Regions from separate parts of the Mus musculus genome. Here all the other regions are linked to region 2. A link is a contact called in public Hi-C, HiChIP or PLAC-seq and promoter capture Hi-C data. All regions are on one chromosome and are shown on one strand. The core of a region is the stretch at or near the end of the contact, and the rest is flanking DNA. Distances in the headings are between cores, read along the strand shown.

The links. Promoter capture Hi-C pulls out the DNA fragments that hold promoters and counts their contacts. A called contact is a pair of places that touch in the nucleus more often than the background predicts. HiChIP or PLAC-seq counts read pairs in DNA pulled down with a chosen protein or histone mark.
Region 1: an H3K4me3 HiChIP or PLAC-seq map of embryonic limb bud shows a contact between it and region 2, with 3 times the contacts expected there. The contact joins the enhancer-like site here to the promoter of Auts2 in region 2. A contact is called at or near these places in 1 of 39 promoter capture datasets (hippocampal neurons), 1 of 484 Hi-C or Micro-C datasets (nephron progenitors) and 4 of 115 datasets of contacts at active chromatin or transcription factors (embryonic forebrain, embryonic limb bud, embryonic midbrain and 1 more).
Region 3: a contact with region 2 is called in a Hi-C map of neural progenitor cells, with 4 times the contacts expected there. The contact joins the enhancer-like site here to the promoter of Auts2 in region 2. A contact is called at or near these places in 1 of 39 promoter capture datasets (hippocampal neurons), 1 of 484 Hi-C or Micro-C datasets (neural progenitor cells), 4 of 115 datasets of contacts at active chromatin or transcription factors (craniofacial prominence, embryonic forebrain, embryonic stem cells and 1 more) and 1 of 9 other capture datasets (adipose tissue).
Region 4: an H3K4me3 HiChIP or PLAC-seq map of forebrain shows a contact between it and region 2, with 4 times the contacts expected there. The contact joins the enhancer-like site here to the promoter of Auts2 in region 2. A contact is called at or near these places in 1 of 39 promoter capture datasets (hippocampal neurons), 2 of 484 Hi-C or Micro-C datasets (ganglionic eminence and nephron progenitors) and 8 of 115 datasets of contacts at active chromatin or transcription factors (astrocytes, craniofacial prominence, embryonic basal ganglia and 5 more).
Region 5: a contact with region 2 is called in an H3K4me3 HiChIP or PLAC-seq map of embryonic limb bud, with 3 times the contacts expected there. The contact joins the enhancer-like site here to the promoter of Auts2 in region 2. A contact is called at or near these places in 1 of 39 promoter capture datasets (hippocampal neurons) and 6 of 115 datasets of contacts at active chromatin or transcription factors (craniofacial prominence, embryonic basal ganglia, embryonic forebrain and 3 more).
Region 6: a Hi-C map of cortical neurons shows a contact between it and region 2, with 4 times the contacts expected there. The contact joins the enhancer-like site here to the promoter of Auts2 in region 2. A contact is called at or near these places in 1 of 39 promoter capture datasets (hippocampal neurons), 6 of 484 Hi-C or Micro-C datasets (cerebellum, cerebral cortex, cortical neurons and 2 more) and 8 of 115 datasets of contacts at active chromatin or transcription factors (astrocytes, craniofacial prominence, embryonic forebrain and 5 more).
Region 7: a contact with region 2 is called in a promoter capture Hi-C map of hippocampal neurons, with 3 times the contacts expected there. The contact joins the enhancer-like site here to the promoter of Auts2 in region 2. A contact is called at or near these places in 1 of 39 promoter capture datasets (hippocampal neurons), 4 of 484 Hi-C or Micro-C datasets (cerebellar granule neurons, cerebellum and cerebral cortex) and 6 of 115 datasets of contacts at active chromatin or transcription factors (embryonic forebrain, embryonic hindbrain, embryonic limb bud and 3 more).

The regions. Positions count from the first base shown.
Region 1 is chr5:132,854,336-132,857,422 of GRCm38.p6, reverse strand. No RefSeq gene overlaps it. Among named protein-coding and RNA genes, the nearest start is that of Gm36528, 99 kb to the right of the region's middle. Within about 2 kb of position 1,587, at least 25 of the 459 cell types and tissues checked have an H3K27ac peak or open chromatin away from gene starts, as enhancers often do. A contact at or near this core is called in embryonic limb bud, where this site is marked.
Region 2 is chr5:132,541,889-132,544,899 of GRCm38.p6, reverse strand. Auts2 (autism susceptibility candidate 2) reads left to right here and starts at 1,680. Exons shown (of 20, transcript NM_001363480.1): 1 at 1,680-3,011.
Region 3 is chr5:132,969,938-132,972,715 of GRCm38.p6, reverse strand. No RefSeq gene overlaps it. Among named protein-coding and RNA genes, the nearest start is that of Gm36528, 210 kb to the right of the region's middle. Within about 2 kb of position 1,380, at least 10 of the 459 cell types and tissues checked have an H3K27ac peak or open chromatin away from gene starts, as enhancers often do. A contact at or near this core is called in neural progenitor cells, where this site is marked.
Region 4 is chr5:132,134,380-132,137,406 of GRCm38.p6, reverse strand. All of the region lies in intron 2 of Auts2 (autism susceptibility candidate 2), which reads left to right. Among named protein-coding and RNA genes, the nearest start is that of 4930563F08Rik, 260 kb to the right of the region's middle. Within about 2 kb of position 1,301, at least 15 of the 459 cell types and tissues checked have an H3K27ac peak or open chromatin away from gene starts, as enhancers often do. A contact at or near this core is called in forebrain, where this site is marked.
Region 5 is chr5:132,922,131-132,925,014 of GRCm38.p6, reverse strand. No RefSeq gene overlaps it. Among named protein-coding and RNA genes, the nearest start is that of Gm36528, 170 kb to the right of the region's middle. Within about 2 kb of position 1,409, at least 18 of the 459 cell types and tissues checked have an H3K27ac peak or open chromatin away from gene starts, as enhancers often do. A contact at or near this core is called in craniofacial prominence and embryonic limb bud, where this site is marked.
Region 6 is chr5:132,112,044-132,115,220 of GRCm38.p6, reverse strand. The region is part of intron 2 of Auts2 (autism susceptibility candidate 2); the gene reads left to right. Among named protein-coding and RNA genes, the nearest start is that of 4930563F08Rik, 230 kb to the right of the region's middle. Within about 2 kb of position 1,565, at least 12 of the 459 cell types and tissues checked have an H3K27ac peak or open chromatin away from gene starts, as enhancers often do. A contact at or near this core is called in cortical neurons and forebrain, where this site is marked.
Region 7 is chr5:132,891,060-132,894,211 of GRCm38.p6, reverse strand. No RefSeq gene overlaps it. Among named protein-coding and RNA genes, the nearest start is that of Gm36528, 140 kb to the right of the region's middle. Within about 2 kb of position 1,356, at least 35 of the 459 cell types and tissues checked have an H3K27ac peak or open chromatin away from gene starts, as enhancers often do. A contact at or near this core is called in cerebellar granule neurons, cerebellum, cerebral cortex and 1 more, where this site is marked.

The DNA.
Region 1 (3,087 bases), core at 338-2,837, 310 kb before region 2:
GCTAGAGCTCACTGCACAGCGTGTAGGCAGCTTAGCTGATTGGACAGTGTCTCTTTCAGGTGTCTCAGGTGGTCTGATCCTCTTCTAGACAACCTGGCTGGTCTGAGCCTCTTCTAGTCTTGTCCGAGAGCATCTCTCAAATAGTCCTTACTGCTTATATATACTTGGAGAAGTAGTCTGGTCAGTTTCAGGAACTTCCTGGAACTATTGAGTTGCCCCCCCCCCCGCCCCGCTGAGTTAACGAGCTTTCCTGGAAGACAGGCTGTTTCACTTCACTTTAGAACTTCTTGTGTCTTAATGAGCTTAATGAGCTCCAATATAGAATATTTTATCTTTCAGGAAATTGCTACAAAAGAGGATGTCAGGGTAGGAACTCAAAAAGATACTGTGGAAGAATGCTTCTTGCTGGCTTGATCTACAGTTCACGCTCAGCTAAATTTTCTATACAACCCAGAACCACCTAACCAGGGAATGGTATCACCCACAGTGGGCTGGGCCCTCCTAAATCAATTAATAATTCGGACAATTCCACATGCACACACATGCCCATAAGCCGAGCTGATCTGGACAGTCCTCAATTGAGACTCCCTAGTCAGGTGATTCCATACTATTCCAACTTAAGAGTGAAAGGTAACTATGCTAAAGATAACATACTAAAACCGAGGAAAAGAAATCCTTTATGTCGGGTGTTTTGGCACAGTGAAGAAACAAGAAACCATTACACTCTCTGTGCAAGTTACCTCCAAAATTGACAGTAATAACCAAAATTAGAAACATGAATAATTACAGAGGCCAAATGCTGGTTGACACTTAATTCTGGTAGTAAGAGTTTTCTTCATTTTTAGATCAAATATTCTCCCCCGTAGAATCTGTTTTATAGAGTGGTAATCTAAGACAGAAGGATGAGCATAGTCATTTTTAATTGCTATAATGCACACAATTGCCTTACCTTTTTTTTTCCTTTGTAAGAATCTTACACCAATGTACACTGTCTCTTTAAAAGTCTTAAGGCAGAAGCAGCAGGCAAATGTGGTACTGTCAGTTTGGTCTGTACAGTTCAGTGACTTGGCATTGATGGTGTTTAGTTTGGAACCTGTGTGGTAGCCTGACCTATTCTAGGATCTTAGCTTTCACTACATTTCAATCCCCCCCCCCTTTTTTTTTCAATTAGCTGGGAAGGCAAGAGGGAACGTGGAGAGGCTGTGGGAAGGGGAAGAGCGAAGGACCTGGAACTCAGTCCTCTAGGAGCTACACACAGAACTCCTTGAGCATTTTAACCAACCACAAGCCTTGCTAGAAAGTCAGGAACTTGAGGCTACAGCCACAGTCTGGCTAGAGATTTCACAGCCATTCTCAGCCTGGTTTCCTTGGGCGTGGCCATGGGATACATAAAGCAAAGGCCACATGCAGCTTTTGGAATTTTCTGTCTATGAGAAGACCTATTCAGGAGAGAAATGATCCCATTCTTCCAAAGAGAGAAGCTATCTTGAAGAGAGAAAAATTGTGAAGGGAGGAGGGAGAAGTGAGCTCAGGCAAGTAGCCAACAGCATGCATTTATAGAGGGTAGGAATGTAAAACAGATGTTGTTCAGGAATGTAAAACATTGCCCTGGGAGCCCCATCATTGGCCTCTGGAGAGAAGGGCTTCTCAGATCCAGGCAAATAACACAGTAAGTCACAGAAAGTTGCATACTCATCAAAACCAGCCCTAAGCTATGGCTCTCTTGGGTTGCCCAGTGCCCTGTTTCCCCATATTTTTTGTGGCCGTGCATTATCTTGCATTGCTCTGAATAGATGCTATTCTCTAACTAGAAATGAAGTAGTCTCCGTTGTTCTTTTTAAGATTTATTGTTTTTATTTTTAATTATATGCACACGGGGGATGTGCATTATGCACGTGCAATTGCCCATGGAGGCCAGAAGAAGGTGTTAGATCTCCTGGAGCTGGAGTTATAGGTGGTTATGAAGCACATAATGTAGATGCTAAAGACCAAAGTTGGGTCCTCTACAAAAGCAGCAAATGTTTTTAACTACGTAGCCATCTCTTCGGTTCCATGTCAGTCGTATTTTGCAGAGGCAGAAAGAACCCAAGCTCTGAGAGCAACAGGGTGTTCTAAAACCCCTTGCTAACAAACCCAGTGGACTTGGTCTGTAAGAATGGAGATCTAAAATAGCAAAAGGACAAAGGCAATTGTATATAAGTCCATTTTCAGTTGCTGTAACAACAGAAGATGGGGAGTCTTTAAAGAAAACAAAAAGGTCTTATGTAGCTTTTATTTTCAGTGACTAAAACTCTAAGGTCAGATTGTCCCCATCTTTCTAGCCCGTGGTGATAGCCATGGCATAGCAGAGAAAAGGGGGTTTGGCAAAGGGTGAAAGAAACCAAGCATGTAGGTAAGCTTACTTCCAAACAACTCACTCTAGCAAGAACTTACCTATGCCATGAGACCATGATTAAACTTTCTAGGTATGATGTGTCCAGTAATCTCATCATCACCTAATAAACTATAGTTCTTCAACGTTCCATCACCTTCCCAATACAGCCCACTGACAACTCATCTGCCACATGAATCTGTGGGGTCTGTGATGGTTCCTCATGTCATCTTGGCCAGATTTAGAATCACCTAGGAGATAAGTCTGAGTGTGTATAAGAGACTTTCCAGGAGGGTATGAATGAGAGAGGAAGACACACCCTAAATGAGGAAAGAACTTCCCCCATGTGCTGGGGACATGGACTGAATAGAAGGTAAAAGGCAAGCTGATCACAAGCCTATCTATCTGTCTGTCCTATCTGTTTCCTGACTACAATGCCATGTGACCAGTGGCTTTGTGCTCCTGCCCGCATGCCTTTCTCACTACAGCGAACTGTGCTTTGAACAATGAGCCTTTCCTTTCTTCAGATGTTACTTTTGTTTTGTCATTTTGTCACAACAATGAACAAAGGTTCTACTATAGGGGAATAACACTCTAACAACACCGGACCTTTACAATCACTCCTAACAAAGTGGTTTAAGCACCCACAGAGAAAATGGTGAGGTCCAGGCCAATGGCCGTGGCCACTGCTGTGGACACCTCAAGAAATGTCAACT
Region 2 (3,011 bases), core at 431-2,930:
GACTGGGATTCAGAACAGTAGAAATCCGCGTACAAAGCATTGTAACACGGTGCCTGGCTCATTGTGAGCAATTAATGTCAGTTTGTTTTCTTTTCCTTCATGCCAAGTGTGGGTTGCTAGGGGTGAGGGGTGATGTGCCACAGTGTTTATGTGCTTGGACAGAAAGAGAAGCAACTAAGAGATTGCTGAGAGAAGACTGTCGGTGAGTATAGATCAATTCCAAGTGCCTTGAAAAAACGCACAGCTATTTTATCCAGAGAGGCTGGTCGCTTTGGTTGATCGATTCTGGGCTGTAGTCAGCTCTTTAATACAACTTTTTATAAGCATCCGTTACATCGTGGTGGAAAACGTAGGGAAGCCACCTCTGCTCCATCCTCCTGCAGCTAAGCAGTAAGCGAAGTCTGCAGCGAGGGGGATGGCGGTTTGGAGTCCTCAGACTGGGACGGCCCCGAGCTACTCAGTCCCTTGCTCCAGGTTCAAGTTCCCGGTGTCTGGCTGCTCCAAAGCGGCTAGCGCCTCCTCAAAGTGTCTCCCACAGAGAGACCAAAAGTGCTGGCCGGGCGGGGGTCGCCTGGGTTCAGGGGCACTCTGGCATTCAGTGTTCTACCACGCAGAGTAGGGGGTCGGGGGAAAGTTTCCAACTCTTGCTTGATGAGCCTGGACGCAGCACTAGACTGACTACTCTTCTTGTCCCCAAAGTGCAACCTCTTTGGGTCCATACTTTGCACTTCCCCGCGCTGCAAGCACTTTTTATTTAAAAAAAAAATTTTTTTTTTTTTTTTGCACCGGGCGCGCGCTTGCGCGCGGGCAAAACACCTAGAGGTACTTCAGAGTAGTTGAGCCAGCAAGAGCTTCAGGAGTGGAGGAGATAAGGCACTCCGGGAGCAAGTGTCCGGAGAAAGGTGCCTGCTACGCGTGCGCGCGCGAGTCCTCCGTGCGTTTGGCGGGATGTTGGGGCAGCCTCCAAGCCCTCGAACTTCAACTCCACACCGGCCTGTGACCGACCCCTCCAACACACCCCCCACAGCCTCTGGAGACCCCTTCCGCCCCCAAGTGCGCAGGCCCGGCCGCCCCAGCGCGCATGCCCTGGGCTCGTGGAGCGGTGGCCAGCCCCTCAGCCTTTTTGCTTTCCACACACTCTACAACTAGGGGAGGGGGGCGGGTCACGTGATCTAGCCCGGCCCGAGGCGCGCGGGAGGAGGGGGGACGGGGACGCGCGTGGGAGAGAGCGGGGGGGGGGGAGAGGCGCGAGGGGAGGGGCTTCTCTCGGGAGCGCGCAGCTAGTGGTGCCTGAGTGGAAGGGGCGGCCCTCGGGAGCGCGCCCCGTGGTGCCGGGGGTTTTGGGGAGGGGGAGAGAGAACGAGGCGTGAGAGATTCTCGGGAGTCCGCGAAGGGGGAAAGGGGGGCGGCCCTCGGGAGCGCGCCGAGTGAGGCGTGAGGGGAGGGGGTAGCTCTCGGGAGCGCGTGCAGAGCCAGGAGGGCGGTCCTCGGGAGCGCGCGCAGAGCGAGGCGCGAAGAGGGCGGTCTTCCAGAGCGCTCGCCGGTGAGCGAGCTCGAGCGCGCGTGCGAGAGAGGGGGAGAGAGAGAGAGAGAGGGAGAGGGAGACGGCAAGCGGGCGGGCGCGGGGCTGGGCCGAGGCGGGCGGCGGCGGTGGGCCGGCCGGAGGGGGAGGAGCGGGCGCTGTGTGAGCGAGGCGGGCGGAGGATGAGGCCGTGCCCGGGCTCTGGCTGCAGCCGCCCGGGGACACGCCGTGCACCCTCGGGCTCCGGGCTCCGGCGGCGGCGGCTGAGGCAGCGTTAGCTGAGAGCGAGCGAGCGAGTGAGCGAGAGAGCGAGCGGCATCTCGCAGCGCTTCTTCCTCAGGCGGGGCGACGCGAAAAAGAAGAAGAAGAAGAAGAAGACGAAGAAGAGGCGGCGGCGCCACCACACCGGTGTATCTCGGGTTGGAGACTGCTCTTTGCTTTCCTCGTTGACTGACTCACCCCCTCCCCCTTTATAATTTTATCTTAAATTTTTTTGGAAGAAGGGTGACCTCTGGAACTGGGGGTGGGGGGAGATCTACAATTTGTGTGTGTGCGTGCGTGCATGTGTATGTGAGGAGGGGGTCGGTGGCACGCGCCAGGCTTTGCAATTCTTCTCTTCTTTCATCTTTTTCTCCTCCTCCCCCCCTTGAAGACCGAAAAAAAAAAATCCCACAACTGCTTCAGCGTCCTCCTCCTTCCCTTCCTCCTTTCCTCGGGCAACCTCTGTCTCCGCTTGTGATTGCGTGGTTATGCTCCCCTCTCTGGGGGGTCTCGCCCCTCTCAGCTCGCTCTCCAGCCCTGGCTTCCCTTGGATGCATTTCTTAAAAAAAGACTGGGAGCCCGGGAGTGAGTTTTTCTGCGAGGCGAGTGTGTGAGAGAGGCGGAGGTGTGGGGTGTTTTCCTGCACGAGGGGGCGGGTGAAGTTCATTGCCACCCACCCCTCACTTCACCGTGACCTTTTCGGACCTCGGGCTTTTTTTTTTTTAAAATTTTTTGGGGGGTCTCTAGAGAAAGGGAGAAGCAAGGCGATTTCAGTGGTGGGGAGAGAGCATGGCCGCGGGGAGGGCTTCCCCAGTCTCTTGATCAAAGCATTCCGCTATTCTGATTTATTGCCTGCTTGGTGAGTTATTTTTTTCCCCCTTTCCTCTGTAAAGGAGACCTGTGTGTTCAGCCATTACTTTGCTCGGCGCTGTTCGCAGGCATCTCCGACCCTCGGTGCAGAGGGGAGCCCCACACTTCGCCCTCTCGCTTCCCCGTCCCTCCCTCCCCGTCTCCCCGCCCCTTCCCCCTTTTTTCTTTCTCTTTTCCCCCCTGCCCTCCCTTCTTGTTCTTCTTCGGATTCTTTTTTTTTTTTTTTTTTTTATTTCTCCCAGCCGCTTTCTCCCCCGCGCCCTTCCTCGCGGCGGGAGGGAAAAGCCCGTGCAGGAGGAAGGGGGGCTCGGTGTCAATTTTTTTTTTCTTCTTGGGGTGTGTGTGTGTGTGTGTGGCC
Region 3 (2,778 bases), core at 131-2,630, 430 kb before region 2:
TGCCATGCGAAGAATGTTAGACATGACTTTGAACTTCACAGTGGCCACAATAAAGCAGGCTCTGTTGTTACTCTTTGACAGATAAGTTAAGACTTGGCAAGAGGAGATCAATTGTCCTGGTATTTCAGACACCACAGCCTGAGATGCAGGAACTATTGTATTGCCTAAATGACCAAACGTAATAGCTTTGAAATGTTGAAATGGGCAGAAAGCACAAAAATATCATGGGGTAGTTTTTAAAGATTTACTTTATTATTTTTAAGTGTGTGTGTGTGTGTGTGTGTGTGTGTGTGTATGTGTACATGTGGGTACAGTACCTAAGAAGGCCAGAAGAGGGCATCATATCCCTATGGAGTAGATCTTCCTGAAGTTGGAATCACAGTTAGGTAGTTATAAACTAGCTGCCACACAAAGGGCTGGGAACTCAACTCTGACCCTCTGCAAGACCAGCACATGTTTTTAACTGCTAAACTGTCCACTCCCTTCAGTTATTAAAATTTTATTTCTGTATGCTTATTTGGATATCTGTGTATGAGCATGCAGGGGCCCAGCACAGTGACTCACTTCCTTCACCTCTGTCCCACATTCTTCTAAAATGGCACCACCAGACTTAGGTCAAGCATTTTAAACACGAGCCTGTGGGAGACATTCAAAGCCTGACACTGACTGGCCACTTGGGGAAGTATTGTCTGACTCTGTGATAAACTCTGCCCTCCCTTTCAGGGCCTTCCCTGAGAAATGAAGAATTTCATTTGCTGCTGTTGAAAGTGCTCGAAGCAGAGAGCCCTCAACAAGTACTTCATCCGGGGGCTGGGAGATGGTTCCCTGCATCAAGTACTTGCTCTGAGTTTGAACACCAAAACCATACAGAAACACTAGGTATGATGGTACATTGGAGACATAAAACAAGAGATCCCTGGGGCTCGCTGGCCAGCCTAGTTCCAGAGGAGTTAAAAGACTCTGTCTCAAAAAGAACAACAAAGGAGGCAGATAGAAGATGCTCAGTGGGTAAAGGCACTTACCACCAAACCTGATGACTCGAGTTCAATTTCCAGCATCCGCACTTTAGGGGAGAAACAGCTCCTACAAGCTGAGCTCCACAATGCACCATGGCATTGTGGCCTGCTTACACACACACACACACACACACACACACACACACACACATACACCACATACACAGGAGGCACACGTGAAGAACAGGAGGACATGTATGGCTCCCCAGAGGCAGGAATGTGGGGACCAGCAGACAGTACAAGAATGAGTGTTTCAGGGATGAAGCCACCAACTGTAAGGACAGGAGCAGAACAGAGTGGGACAGTCGCAGATCGACTCATGGAGGCACGTCAGCTGCCATGGGCCTTACAATGGATAAGCTGATTCCTTCTGGCTCAGGGATGCTGCCTTCTGGCCTGGAGCCCCACACAGCCTCTTTCTAAACCACATCCTCAAAGGCACAAGCTCAAAGGAATGAAAGCAAGATGTGTTTTCCAAAATCGAATTTCCTAAAACCCAAATGGCGAGTCAGGAACCAGCATGAAGAGGCGCTGTTGCCTGGTGAACTTGGAATGGAGCCCAGGAAGGAGGTTGGGAGGGTGTGTGTGGGGGGGGGGGGCTTTTCCTAGGAAAGGAAAGTAGCCCGCTTGCTAGCTACTCCCTGAAGCTCCAGGTCCTCCCAGCAACCAGCTCAGAAATTCACACTCCCTTCCTGTATGTTCAGAGCTCTTCCAGGTCTCATATCTGGGGATTCTGGTGGGCCAGTTCACAGTAAATGTGTGATTTCTTTCCAGGGGACACATAAAAACAATGTCTACCCTTTCCCCCAGGGTCCCAATGACAAATGGAGGCCTGATTCCAGCAAAATTCACAATGGTAACCAATGATTTTTTGGAGGTCATGTAGAACATAGCTGAAAGGTTACTTACATGGGTACTGGTCCCTAGCCTATCCCTGTAGCCAAACAGAGGGAGCTCCTCTTCCTTACTCTTCCCTGGCCTTTTCCCCAGGGCACAGGCAATTTAGGCAGAATTGTGTACAATAGGTGGTGCAGAGCAGCTACTCAGGTGAGAGTCTCATGACCCTCCAGCCCTCCATGAGGCAGTATAAACAATCAACAAGCCCAACTAGATGATCTTTTATTGGGGGGTCTCAATAGCTCCCCATAAGATGGCTATTGCTTTGCTCCAAGGACAATCAGGACAATGTGAAAACCTGGGAGATCAACCCTGGTAAAGTTTATTCAGATGAAGAGCATATCAGCTTAGGATAGCACAGCCAGTCTCCCTGCGCTTGGCCGAAGCGTTCATGGGATTTGTATGTTGTGTGTGAGTGTATTGTACGTGTGTGTATTGTTCAGATTTTGCATATGTATAGGTGCACAGGGATGTGTGTATAAGTGTATATGTGTTGTGCATGTGTGTATATTTTGCATGTGTATAGATACACACGAGTGTATGTGTGTTGTGCATGTGTGTATGTGTATATATTTTGCATGTGCATAGATATATATGAGTGTATGTGTGTGTGTTGTGCGTGTGTGTATATTTTGCATGTACATGGATATATGTGTGTGTGCATATGTGCATGTGTGCGTGTGTGCATGTGTGCGTGTGTGCATGTGTGTGTGTGTTTGGACATGGAGACCTGAGGCTGATGGCAGGAATCATCCCCAGTCACTCTTCAAACTATACAGTGAGGCAGGATCTCTGAACCAAAGCCAGATGTCACTGATATGGCTAGTCTCCCTAGCCAGCTTACTCTGGGGATCCCTGATCTCTG
Region 4 (3,027 bases), core at 52-2,551, 410 kb after region 2:
AGGGAGAGAGGGAGGAAGGGAAAATATGTGCACAAGAGAGTGTACCGATACCTGTGGAGAGAGCAGGTACTCCCTTGAGGAATTGCAAGTGGGGTTCTGAGCTACTCTACCTGCAATTCAACTGGGATTCATACCTGGGTCCCCTTCAAGAGTAATATGTGCTTTGTGGTTAAGAGCACAGACTATAGATCCATTTCTCTCTGGCCCCAATAGGTCTCTTGATGTTTTCTAGCAGTTATTCACATCTGCTCTGATGATGGCAGAGTAGTGGCTCTTAGGCTTGGAGATCTGTGTCTTACTTCTGAGAGTAGGAGAATCAAGTTGAGGGTCATCCTTGTCTGCATAGTGAATTCAAAGCCAGCCTGAGCTATATGAATCCCTGTCACAAGAAGCTGGGAGAAAGAAATTTTGAAACCCTGACCTCTGGTCTTGTGTTGCATCCACCTGTTGCTCCAGTGTGTATCACTGGTCATTTCATAATTGGGTATGATACAGGGGTTCCACTTGGATCAAAAGAATAGTCAGTCTTGGCCCCCTTTCCCTGCTCTCTTTCCCTTTCTGTTTTCCTCCTCTTCTTATCTCTCCTCCCTTTCCTTTCTCCTTCCCCCTCTTCTTGTCCACTTCCTCCCACCCCCTCCTCTCTCTCCTTTCCTCACCCCTCCTCTTCCCTCAACTACTCACCCCTTCCTTCCCCCAGGAAGCTGAGCCAGCACTCTGTGTTTAGCATTTGATAAGTGAAATATAGGACGTATCAGCCTCTGCCAGGCCAAGAAAACAATGAGCAGGATAGGGCGTGTAGAGTGCCACCTCCCAGCACTCTGTCCCCTCTCTCTCACTGAAGGATTGCTTCCCTGTCAGCTGCCAGACCCTTAATGTGCTGGCTCAGCTTGCAGAGGATCAGTCACAGCTGACAGGCCCTGCAGCTGCAGGTGTGGTACACAGAGCTCTGGGTGGTACCTAGGACATCCTTTGTCTACTGCCAATTGCTTCTGCAAGGGAGCAGCCTCCTTAGAAAGTGGTGAGTACAGCTTCAGATGCAGCCACGGATTCCTAACACTTTCCTTTCTTTGGAGCCTCCATGTGTTGCCTTCCACATCCTTTGCCCGGTCTTAGTCACAGCCAGCAACCAGTGCTTTGACATTGGCACTGTGAAATAGAACTGGGCAGAGAGGCCCAGGGGCTGCTTGTGAGCCTCTGTGGGCTTGGCTCCTAACAGTATGGGATGCAGATTGGCCTTGCAGAAGGATGTTAAATAGTATACTCAGAGGAAGTGCTTGTGGATGCTTCCAATGCCTAATTGGAGATCTAGCTAGGCAATTTTCTTCAGCTTGGCATGGGACGTTCTGGCTGTTTGTAGATGGTGCTTGATTTATACCATGCCAACTTGGTTTTTGGCAGATCCTCTTTAGTGCGTTTATTCTAGAGTTGGAAGCACATCCTAGCTTCGTGAGTGTGTGGCTAGGAGGAGCTTTATAGCTAGGAGGTGATAGATGGCATTTTCAAGGAAGTAGGCATTAACACGGGGTCCTCTTTAATGTATGTTAATAGACATTCAGATGAGTTCTTTATTTTGGAATTAAGGGAGGAAAGAAACTACAGGAGACAGAGAGGGAGTTGTCTAGTTGAAGCTCTGTTAGATGCCAAGAACTTGGCTCTTTTAAACTTCTGCCATCGTCGTACTAGTTTTTATGGTAGTTTCATTATGATGCTGTGATAAAACACTCACTGACCAACAGCAGCTTAGGAGGGAAGCTTATTTGGTTTACACTTCCAGGTCACAGTGCATTAGCAAGAGAGGTCAGCGCAAGAACTCAAGGCAGGAACGTAGCGGCAGAGAGTGCAGAGGAATGTTGCTTCCTGACTTGCTCCTGGATTTGAGTTTAGTTAGCTTTCTTACATAGTCTAGGACCACCTGCCTAGGAAGGTGTCAGATAGAGTGAGCCCCTGCATCAGTTAGTAACCAAGGAGATCCCCTACAGCCACAGGTCTGATCAGCAGGCTCATCAAGGAGCCTTTCTTTCATAGGACAGTAGCTTTATTAGTTTGATATGACCAGTGAGAACAACTCATGTTTGTGGGTATGTCTGTTTCTTATATGTTGTTTTTTAGGGTTGTTTTTCCCCAAGATTGTCTTTTATTGTTTTCTTTTGGCTGGGTTATCCTTGTGGTTTAACTAGTGTTAGTATCTCTTACTGGTCATATATTTTAGCACCTTTCTTAGCACTCTTCTCTCACTTTTCATGTTTCTCAGGTCTTACTACCTCCTAGTCCTCAATCTGGTCCTGTGTTACTGGCTATCAAGTGTAGACGCTAGACTTCATTGTGCTCTGTCTACAGTTAACATGTGGTCACCTAAGAATGTGATAGCAATGCCTTTAACAACCTAAGATGCTGGGTAAAAACAGAAGGCGGGTGTTAAATTTGGATATCCAGTGTGGAGAGATTTTACAGATTTCCTTGTGTGAGAGAATGCATTCTTGATGAATCTGTTGTTGCTCCCTTGGGAGGTTAAGAAATAGTGTAGTGAATATAGAGAGTATATTGCCCTATAGTCGAAACAAGATGGTCATTAGTCAAATAACCAAGGCACTCTTAGCTGCTTCTTTACCTAATCCAGGCACTGTAAACCTCAAAGGTATATGGGAAATTATGTTCTTTCTCTTTTTTGCTGTTTTAAGTTAGAGCGTGTAAGACACACTCTAATTGCCTTCAGAGCTGTTTGCTTTTAATACTAAAATAGCTGTTTAGAGGTCATTGAAGCCTCCTGTAATGTGGAAGCAAGGCTGTCATGTTATCGGTCCCTTTGGGCTTGATCTAGATCTGTTGCTAGGTTTGTTCTTCTCCTCTTTCTTCAGAGCCCATCCTCCCATAGGGCTGGAGCACTCCCTCCTTCTCCATGATTCCTTTCCTCCTTCCCTTCTATCCCGGTCATCAACACAGCTTCATTTTCTTTCTCTTCCACCTTCATTTCTCTCCATCTTAGTTTTTTAAGTTCACTCTCTGCTTCAGTGTTTGCACATTCATTAT
Region 5 (2,884 bases), core at 160-2,659, 380 kb before region 2:
TCCTAGGAACCTCTACTCAGATAAAACCAGATTCTTGGATTTGACACAGGAAAGAATTTCAAGGAAGTCGATATGAAGCCAAATTCAAGTTTATTTAGAGATATTTTTAATACAGGTTTTTAAGCAAAGGGATTAAGAGAAAATGGATGGTCAGGAAAGATGGGATGTACCCAATGTGGGTATGGGCTTTTTAAGGGAGAGTCACGATTATATGTGTGAGCAGTCAAAATGTATATCATTTTTGGTGGCTCTCATGTTGCATCTCAACCAGTTGCTAAGAAACTTTCTATTCTTTCCTCTCTCTTTTTAGTAAGTGTGATTATAGGGTGGTGCTAAGAGGGTGTCTTGTGGATGGATTTATAAACTGATAAGCTTAAACCAGAAACCTCTAGGGTGGCACAAGGGGTTGGGACATGTCCTGTTCCTGTAAATGGGGTTTCTGGATAGAGTTCTACAGGTTTACAGATGGGAAGGAGGTGAAGCAAACCTTAATTGTGCAGGGATTCTCAGCTGGTGAAAGGCATCTAACTTAGGGTTTCTATTGCTGTGAAGAGACACCATGACCATGGCAGCTATTATACAGAAAAGCATTTAACTAGGACTGGCTTACAATTTCAGAGGTCTAGTCCACTGTCATCATGGTGGGAGACATGGCAGTATGCAGGCAGACATGGTGCTGGAGAGATCGCTGAGAGTTCTATATTAGGGTGAGCAGGTAGCAGAAAGACAGTGAGACACTGGGTCTGGCTTGAGCAACTGAAACCTAAAAGCCCACCCCCTGTGACACACTTTCTCCAACAAGGCCACACCTACCCCCAAAAAAGCCACACCTCCTTCAGAGGTAGGCATAAGAGCGCTGGTATGGGTAAAATCAACATCATGTTAAGTACACACAGTTTGCTTGTTTAGAAAGCACTCTTACCCAGACCAGGCCACCTCCAAATAGTGACATGGTTGGGAATGACCCTGACTTTCTCCTCCTGCTTACACTGCCCAAGTGCTGATATTAGAGGCATGTGCCACCACTCCAAATCCCATGACACTGAGAATGGAACCAAGGTTTCACGCACATGCTAGCTGAGCATTCTGCCACCTCCTCGGTCGGTCCCCGTTTGTTGTTTTCTTTACTGTTCTCATTTGAGTTACTTCTTGGGGAAAATGCATATTGTCTTCTTAGACAATCACGATTCTCGCTGACGGTTCTTGATGCTCAGCCAATAGAAGCTGCAGACTAGACCCCCGGATGATGAGCTTCTTTGCCTTCCTATATGCTCTTAATTTTCCCTGTCTTTTTATTCTAGCTCGGGAGTGATTGGGTTTCTTCATCCAGGGATATCCTACCAGGGCGGGCTCCTCTGATGGAATCAGGTCCTGAGGAATGTGGAAACGCCCCCCACATTCTTAATTCTGACCCAGAGGCAGTAACAGCCTAGACACTTGACTGCCTCTGGCAGCTGGCTTAACCCAGCCCACATCTGTGTAAATAGTCCTGTCTCTCCACTCCCTTTAGCTTCTCCTTTGGAGTACACCATCTGTTTCCTGCAGGGACCCGACTGAGACAGATGTTTACATAAATACTATGAGACTAAAGGATTTAGATCAATCCTGGAATTATTTCCCTAGTGAATATGGTGTTTTATAGAGGGTCTCATTTGTAAACTTAACCAAAGGATTTTATAAACGACTATCTTAAGAGATGGTTTTGCAATCTCTTCTCCTCCACAGATACTTTCAGGAAACTTAAATTTTGGGGGTTCTATCCTCCTCTATATGGGGGCTGAAATCATCACTGATGGTTGAAAGATTACAAATTTGGGGCTCAGAGGAGACTCAGAGACAGCTTTTCCTTTTAATAAAAGGTTTATTAAAAGAGATACTAACAGCATAGATGGACAGGCAGAAGGCCCCATGGCAGGGGCACTGAGAAGAGCTCTGACTCATGCCACATACTGAGTGTCCTTTTTTAACAGTAGAGAAAAGATGTCCTATACCATGTGACTGAAGGGCAGTCCATGGAGCATGGTTTTGGTCAGGCTGCCTCTGATTCCTGGCTGGACAAGGAGAGATGTCCTGTTAGCCTGGAGTTTGTATGCAGAATTGGCTATGACAATAGGGAGGGCAAGAATCAGGAAAACCAAGTTAACGGAAGTGAGTGAGCAAGGCTGGAGAGAGTCCCCAGTGCTTAAAGCAATTGCTGCTTTTGGAGAGCACCTGAGTTCGGTTCCCAGCACACTTGTTGGGCAGCTCACAACTGCCTGTAACTCTAGCTCCAGGGATTCACTCTCCTGGAACACCAATGTGCAGCTGCACTCATGATAGCCAACCCACATCGGGCTTCACACACTCCCATTTCTGAACAAAAGTTCAGACTTCTCTTATCCCTAACAATAAAATTTCAACAGTCCCTATTCAAGTGTCTTCCTTAGTATCCATTAAGAAAAACTGAATGGCTGATCCAGTCTGAACTGGTTTTGGGTACATGCCAGTGAGGCAAAGTGTCTCCTTCAAGTACACTTTTGGGAGAATCTTCTACTTACCAGTGAAAACCTGTGCATAATTGGGCATGCACAAGATTAAAATCAGATGCATTTTGGGATGGGGTATGTACAGTGAGAAAATACATGAATCAATCAATCAATCAATCAATCAATCAATCAAAATAGAGAGCCAGCCAAACCAAACTCTTTAGTAACCCACGCTTCTTCCATTAGGTCCCAGAAAATGGGACCCAAAGCTGTAGGGACCCTTGAGTATTCTCACTCAGGTTGCTCAATGACAATAGGGACAGTGCATCCTTCTATAATCTGCACTAGCATCTCGCTCTACAGAAAACTGACTTGGTCTTGTCAGTCTGGATGAGTCCCTGCTTTTCAGTTCTTTGGAT
Region 6 (3,177 bases), core at 316-2,815, 430 kb after region 2:
AAAGGATCTGGAAAACTTGTCTTTTAGATGTTAACAGGGAAAGTTTTGCATTTTTTTGCTGTTTTTTTGGGTCTGTCTGTAAGTGTATGCCATGTGCATGCAGTTGCTCTTAGAGTCCAGAAGAGGGCGTCAGATCCTGTGGCGCTGGATTAGTGATGTTGTTGGGAGGGGCTCCATACAGGTCCTGTTGAGCAGACTTCGTACCCAGGGTGTTTGCAAGAGCAGCAAGTACAGCAATTGTCTGCAACCACCCAGCCATTTCTCTAACCCGGAAGTAATATTCTAATATCCAGGGATGTGAGTCAGTTTGTCTTTTTTGTTTATTTCTTTTGTTGACAGTAAGCTAGCCATGTTATTTTTGTCAACCTAGGATATATTCTTGGATTCTTTCAAGGACGGTGTTATACAATGTTTGTGCTACTGTTCCAAATAGCCTCTGAGAGGCTCCACCCAGCAGCTGACTCGGACAGACAGACACTCACAGCCAAACAGTTGATGGAGCTCTGGGACTCTTGTGGCAGAATAGGAGGAGGGATAGCTAGCCGCAAAGAGAAGAGAGACTCCAGAGGAGGATCAACAGAGTCAAGAAACCTGAACCCTTGGGGCTCTCAGTGTCTGAACTACCAACCAAAAAACATGCACATAGGTAGCAGATTACAGTTTGGTTTTCATATGGGTCCTGAATAACTGGAGGGGGGCTATCCCAAAAGCTGTTGCCTATACATGAGATGTGTTCTTCTAGCTGGGCTGCCTTGTCTGGCCTCAGTAGGAGAGGATGCACTTAGCCCCTCCAAGACTTGAAAGGTCGGGGGATACCAAGTGGGTCCACACCTGCTCAGAGGAGGAGGGGAGAGGGTGGAGGAATGATCATGGAAGGGGGTAACTGGTAAGGGGGCAGTAAGCATGATGTAAAGGAAATAAGTAAAAAAAAAAGAAGATGATGAAGAAAGAAAGAAAGAAAGAAAGAAAGAAAAAGAAAGAAAAGGAAAGGAACAAAGAATTTATTTAAAGAACCTTTGTGGGTTGACTTAGTAAATAATACACCCTCTTGTCAACTGACGCTTTATTCTTTTGTAATTTAATAACTTGTTACAGTTTTTGGAACACTGGAGAAATCAAGTCTTCAATAAATCATTCAATAGTACATGAGTCTTCCTCACAAATATTGAGCATACATTTTTAAAAAGTGTAGAATTTTACCCCCAAAATGTCATATTTAGAACTAAGAAGCCTAGAGTCACTACATAGTATAAAAAAAGAAAGCATGGTAAATGGCTTCAGAGTTCTTATAGCTCAGTTACTCTTGGATTATGCTAATTGAAAAGTTATAAAATGGTATTAAAAAAATAACGCGTGAAGAATTATGCATGAAACACTAGGGCATTTTTCTGAAGGAGAAAAGAAAGCAGTCATTCTCACACCAGCAGAGGTTCAACACAAGGTTCTGGCTGGAAATTCCACGGCTCCTATTTCTCCCTGTTTTTCTTGCACCAGATGGCACTGTTTAGTTCTCTTTTGCAGCCTTGTTCTGGAACTTTCTGTGGGAGAATCTGTTTCAGTCCAGGCTCACCAGTGACACCTCCTATATCCCACATGAGGCCTTTGTGGATGCTTGAGAGAGGCCTTGACTCATGTGTAGCTGTGTCTCGCAGGACCCACGGCAAGCTTGTTAGCAGATCTGAATAAATCCACGGATGGATGGGAGCCTGAATTTTCCTCCCAGAGTTCAGCGGCTGTTTTGATTCCAGACGTCTTACAGTGGTGTGGTTTTTCAGAGTCTTTGCAGGCGGCTCTTATTATCTGATGCATCTTAGATGTATTATATGAGTAAAAGTGTGTCTGTAGTCATACAGACACAATCTTTTTTTATGAAGTCTCTTGGAGCTCTTAAAATGCTCTTTGACATTCGGTAGGACTTCTGTTCCACAGCATCATTGAGTTATATTAGCTTCAGATATTAAAACTCAAAGAACGTTTTGTGCCATTTCTATTTATTCCTAGGGCTGGTTTATAAAGAAATTACTGCAGACCTTTGATGTCACTGTGTCTGAGGCTAGCTGTTCTATCTCCTCCTTGCTACTGCTGTCAGTACAGTATGCCTTCAGGAAAGCAGCCTCAGCTCACTCCTTAATAAGAATGCCAGTATCGCACTGTGGTCCCTCCCCTTCCTGATTCTTTATAAGCATATTATTTTGAGGTGTTTTTTCTTTTTAGACTTTATTAAATGCTGATGAATGTTTTTGCTCGTCTGTATGTCTGACTCCACTAGGTCTGAACGGGTCAGAAGAGGGCATTGACTTCCCTGGAAATGGAGTTTCACTTGGTTGTGAGCCTCCATGTAGGTGTTGAGAATTGAACTTGGGTCCTTTGTAAGAATCCGTACTCTAACCTCCTGAGCCATCTCTCCCACTCCTATTTTACTTATTTTAGTGTGTGTGTGTGTGTGCGCGCGCTGCACGCATGTGTGCATGTGTAGATAGGTAGGTGTGTGTATGTATGAGTACAAATGTCTGCATAACACAGAAGACAATATTAATTTCCCATGGAGCTAGAGTTACAGGTAGTTGTGAGTTGCCTAGTGTGTGCACTATGAAACTCTGGTCCTCTGCAAGAGCAGCAAATGCCCTCAACCACTGAGACATGTCCTGGTCCCCACTTCTTTTCTACAACTCTTTTAATTTAATTTAATTGTGCTTAATTTTGAGATCAGGTCTCATGTAGCTTTGACCTGCAGTCTGTAGCTGAAGCTGACCTTTAGCTTTTGACACCCCCCCCGCCCCCCCCCCATCTCAGTGCTTGGATTACAGCTGTGTACCAGCACACCTGACCTCGTTTTGTGACTAATATACATGCCTGGAGCATCATCGTGTGATGCTCTCATGAATGATGCTCCCATGAAAGCTGCTTTCCCTTTCCTGTTGTTTCTCAGAAACAGTGGATTGTTGACACTCACTGATATTCCTGTAAATGCAACACTTTTTTTTCTCCTTCATCCTGAGTTTAGCACTGATTGCTGCTGTCCTTCGGTATTTCCTTGTTCTGGGTGTTCTTGGTTTTTGTTTTGTTTTGTTTGGTTGGTTCGTTGGCTTTGGAGTTCTACGATTTAGAGGTGGGAATAGAAAAAGAACACGTTCTGAACTGGGGTTTTAAATGCCTCTCCAGGGTGTGGGTCTTGGT
Region 7 (3,152 bases), core at 107-2,606, 350 kb before region 2:
GGAGAGAAGAAGAGGATAAGGGGAGGAAGGAAGGAAGGGAGGGAGGGAGGGAGGGAGGGAGGGAGGGAGGGAGGGAGGAAGAGAAAGGAAAGAAGGAAGGAAGAATGGTTTTAGTTAACTTGAATTTTGAGTTTTAGGGGTCACACAGCAGTACTGTGCACTGTCTCCCACTGGTTTTGATGTAGACGTTGCTTAGGTTCCTCTGCAGCGACCTTTAGGGCCTTAATCTTAGGTTAGAGTCTACCAAGTCTGCATCTAGACATGGGGATCATTTGAGAAATGTTTTACCCAAAACTAACAGGTAGTTAACTTGGCCTAGCTTTGCTCCAGCTCTCTTTCCCCACTCTAAGTATCAAAGGTACTGTCACAGGATTTTATTACTGTGAAGAGATACCATGACCAACGCAACCCTTAGGAAGGAAGACATTTACTTGGGGCTGGCTTACAGGTTCAGAGCTTTAGTCCATTATCATCATGGCAGGAAACATGCAGCATGCAGGGCAGCATGTTTCTAGAGACTCTGGAGCTGAGAGTTCTACAACTTCATCCATAGGAGACATCAAAGCCTGTCTACACAGCGATGGACTTCCTCCAACAAAGCCACACCTACCACCTACTCCCTATGGCTAAGCATTGAAACACCTGAATCTACAGGGGCCAAACCTATTTAAACCACCACAGGTACCTACTTCTCAGGCACTGTGAACATCTATCTGTCTATGAAAGGAGGGGAGCAAGGTGGTATCCAATCCTGTGAATGATCTGTCCCTTTTCTTAGAAAAGACACAAATGGTCATCTCTTTTATTCGCCTATCTGTCTCTTACTTTCATTATTTCTCTTACTGTTTGATTTTGTTGTGTTTAATGTAACCTACTCTAACCTTGAATTCACTGTGTAGCACAGGCTGGCCTAGAACTCCTGATCATCCTACCTCAGTCTCCTGAGTGTTGAGATTTACAAGTCTACACTACCATGAAGAGATTTTTTTCCCTCATTGTTTCTGTCCTTCATTGAAAAGGAGCTGATTTTTTTACGTCAATCTTCCTCCTCCTCCTCCTCCTCTTCCTCCTCTTGAACCATCACCACCACTACCACAACCACCCCTTCTTCACCTTTATTTCTCCCCCAAATCTATGCCTCTGACATTGATTTTCCTAGGGGAAGAGCTTCCAGACCTGGGTCCAAAAATAACTTTTTGGGGGATTTCTCTTTTATATAATTTTTCTCCAAGTAGAGCATCCACATCCCTGCTCTCAGAAATTCCTTGGCAGAGGTGCTCAGAGGGAATCTGCCTTAGAAGGCAGAGCATAGAGCAAACTAGAGCTGGAGGTGGTGACACTGTGGATTATATAACCCTTCCTTCCTGCTGCTAAGAGCCCAGGCAGGAGGAACGGGGATGCCAACTTGGCAGTAACACTGTGGGCCCTGTGCCTGCTGGGGAAGGGCTCCAGAGAACCATCTGGGCAGACTCAGCAACCATGGCCTCCTACCAGAGCCTTCTCTGTTCCCAGTCACTGCTTCCCTTGCTGAAATTTCAAGGGTTTTTCAAAGCAGGGTTCCCTAGGCTTACTGCAATGGTTTGTACAAGGAGTGGGACATGGCTCAGTCAGTAAAGCTTTTGGGGCACAAGCATGAAGAACTGAGTTGGAACGCAGGACTCAAGGCAAAGAGTCGTGGTGGCATGCACTTAAAATCCCAGCACAGGGAGTCAGGAGGAATATTGACCAGCTGGAGCTCACTGGCCAGACTGCGTAGGCAGATCAGCAACTACAACTCTGAATTCCACTTATAAACACACACACACACACACACACACACACACACACACACACACACACACACATACAGAAGGGCCGGGGGTAGGGATCTTGCTGTATTTGACCTTCAGAAACAAAAAAAGTAGGGCAAGGCTTAGCCGTATGAAACTGGCAAGCTTTCCAGAAGATTCTAGAACATGTCAAAGAGTGAGAACCATTGAACAAATGGAAATCCTAGTCTAGATATCTATCCATATGCATCATTAGACTGGGTCTCATTCCATATGGAACATCTTGACTGTGCAGCTAGCCCACGTCTAAAGAGAAATTGGCCACTATCTAGAAGTGGTCAGAGGCATCTCCAGGAACAGACCAGAGAGAAAAGTGTGGATCCCTACCAGGTATACTAGGACAAGGTCTCATCCCAGCAGGAACCAGGAAAGCAGCATCTCTCAATGAGACAGAACATAGGGAAGCCAGAACCTCAGCCACTCATGTCAGTAATAACTCAGACATCATCTCCAGCTGGTTTATGTATCTTCCAATCAGGACTGTCTCAGGGGCTGGTAGTGATGCTCTCTTACTCTGATGGTTAATATTGAGCCTGAACTTGAGAAGGTCTAAAATCACCCAGGAGACAGCCCTCTGGACATGCCTGTGAGGGGCTTTGTAGAAGGAATTAACTGAGATGGGGAGTCCCACCCTGAGTGGGAGATGGATGGACTGGGTCCTAGAATAATGAAAAGGAGAGCTGAGCCCCCACATCCTCCGCTTCCTGACTGTGGATACAGCTAAAACGGCCTCCGTCTGGGGCTGCCATGCTTCCCCTACCACGAGAAAGTGTAGCCCAAGACACTCAACCCTTCCTCCCAAGTTGCTCCTATCAGGTGTCTCATCTCGGTGACTAGGAATTGACTAACATATTCAGGTTGTTGGATAGGACCGTGCTCTTACAAAGGGGAAGGGCTAGGAGGAAAGAGTGGATGGACCTAATCTAATCTTGCAGGTTTCCAAACCCAAGGACCTTAATCCCCGCAAGCGATGGATCCTGAGAGCTCACCGAGGCAAATACAACTGAGCAACTGAAACAGAAAATCCTGAAAGTGAAAAAGATCCCTAAGACATCACAAAAAAAAAGCTCCGAGAAAACAATGTTAATTAATGAAAAATATGTGGGATGCATTTCTCTGAAAATAGACACAGCTCTAAAAGTCAAGGGAAGGAAGAGGCTGTGAAGAGCTGCTCTGGGGAGGGGAGTTGTTCCTGTTAGAGTCCTGGTTTTTTTGGTTTTTGTTTTTTTGTTTTTTTCCACCTAGATTCCTTGGAATTCCATGATTTTTAGAACCAACCGAAGTCACTTCCTGGGTACTGGGGGAGTGAATCAATGGGGAAAG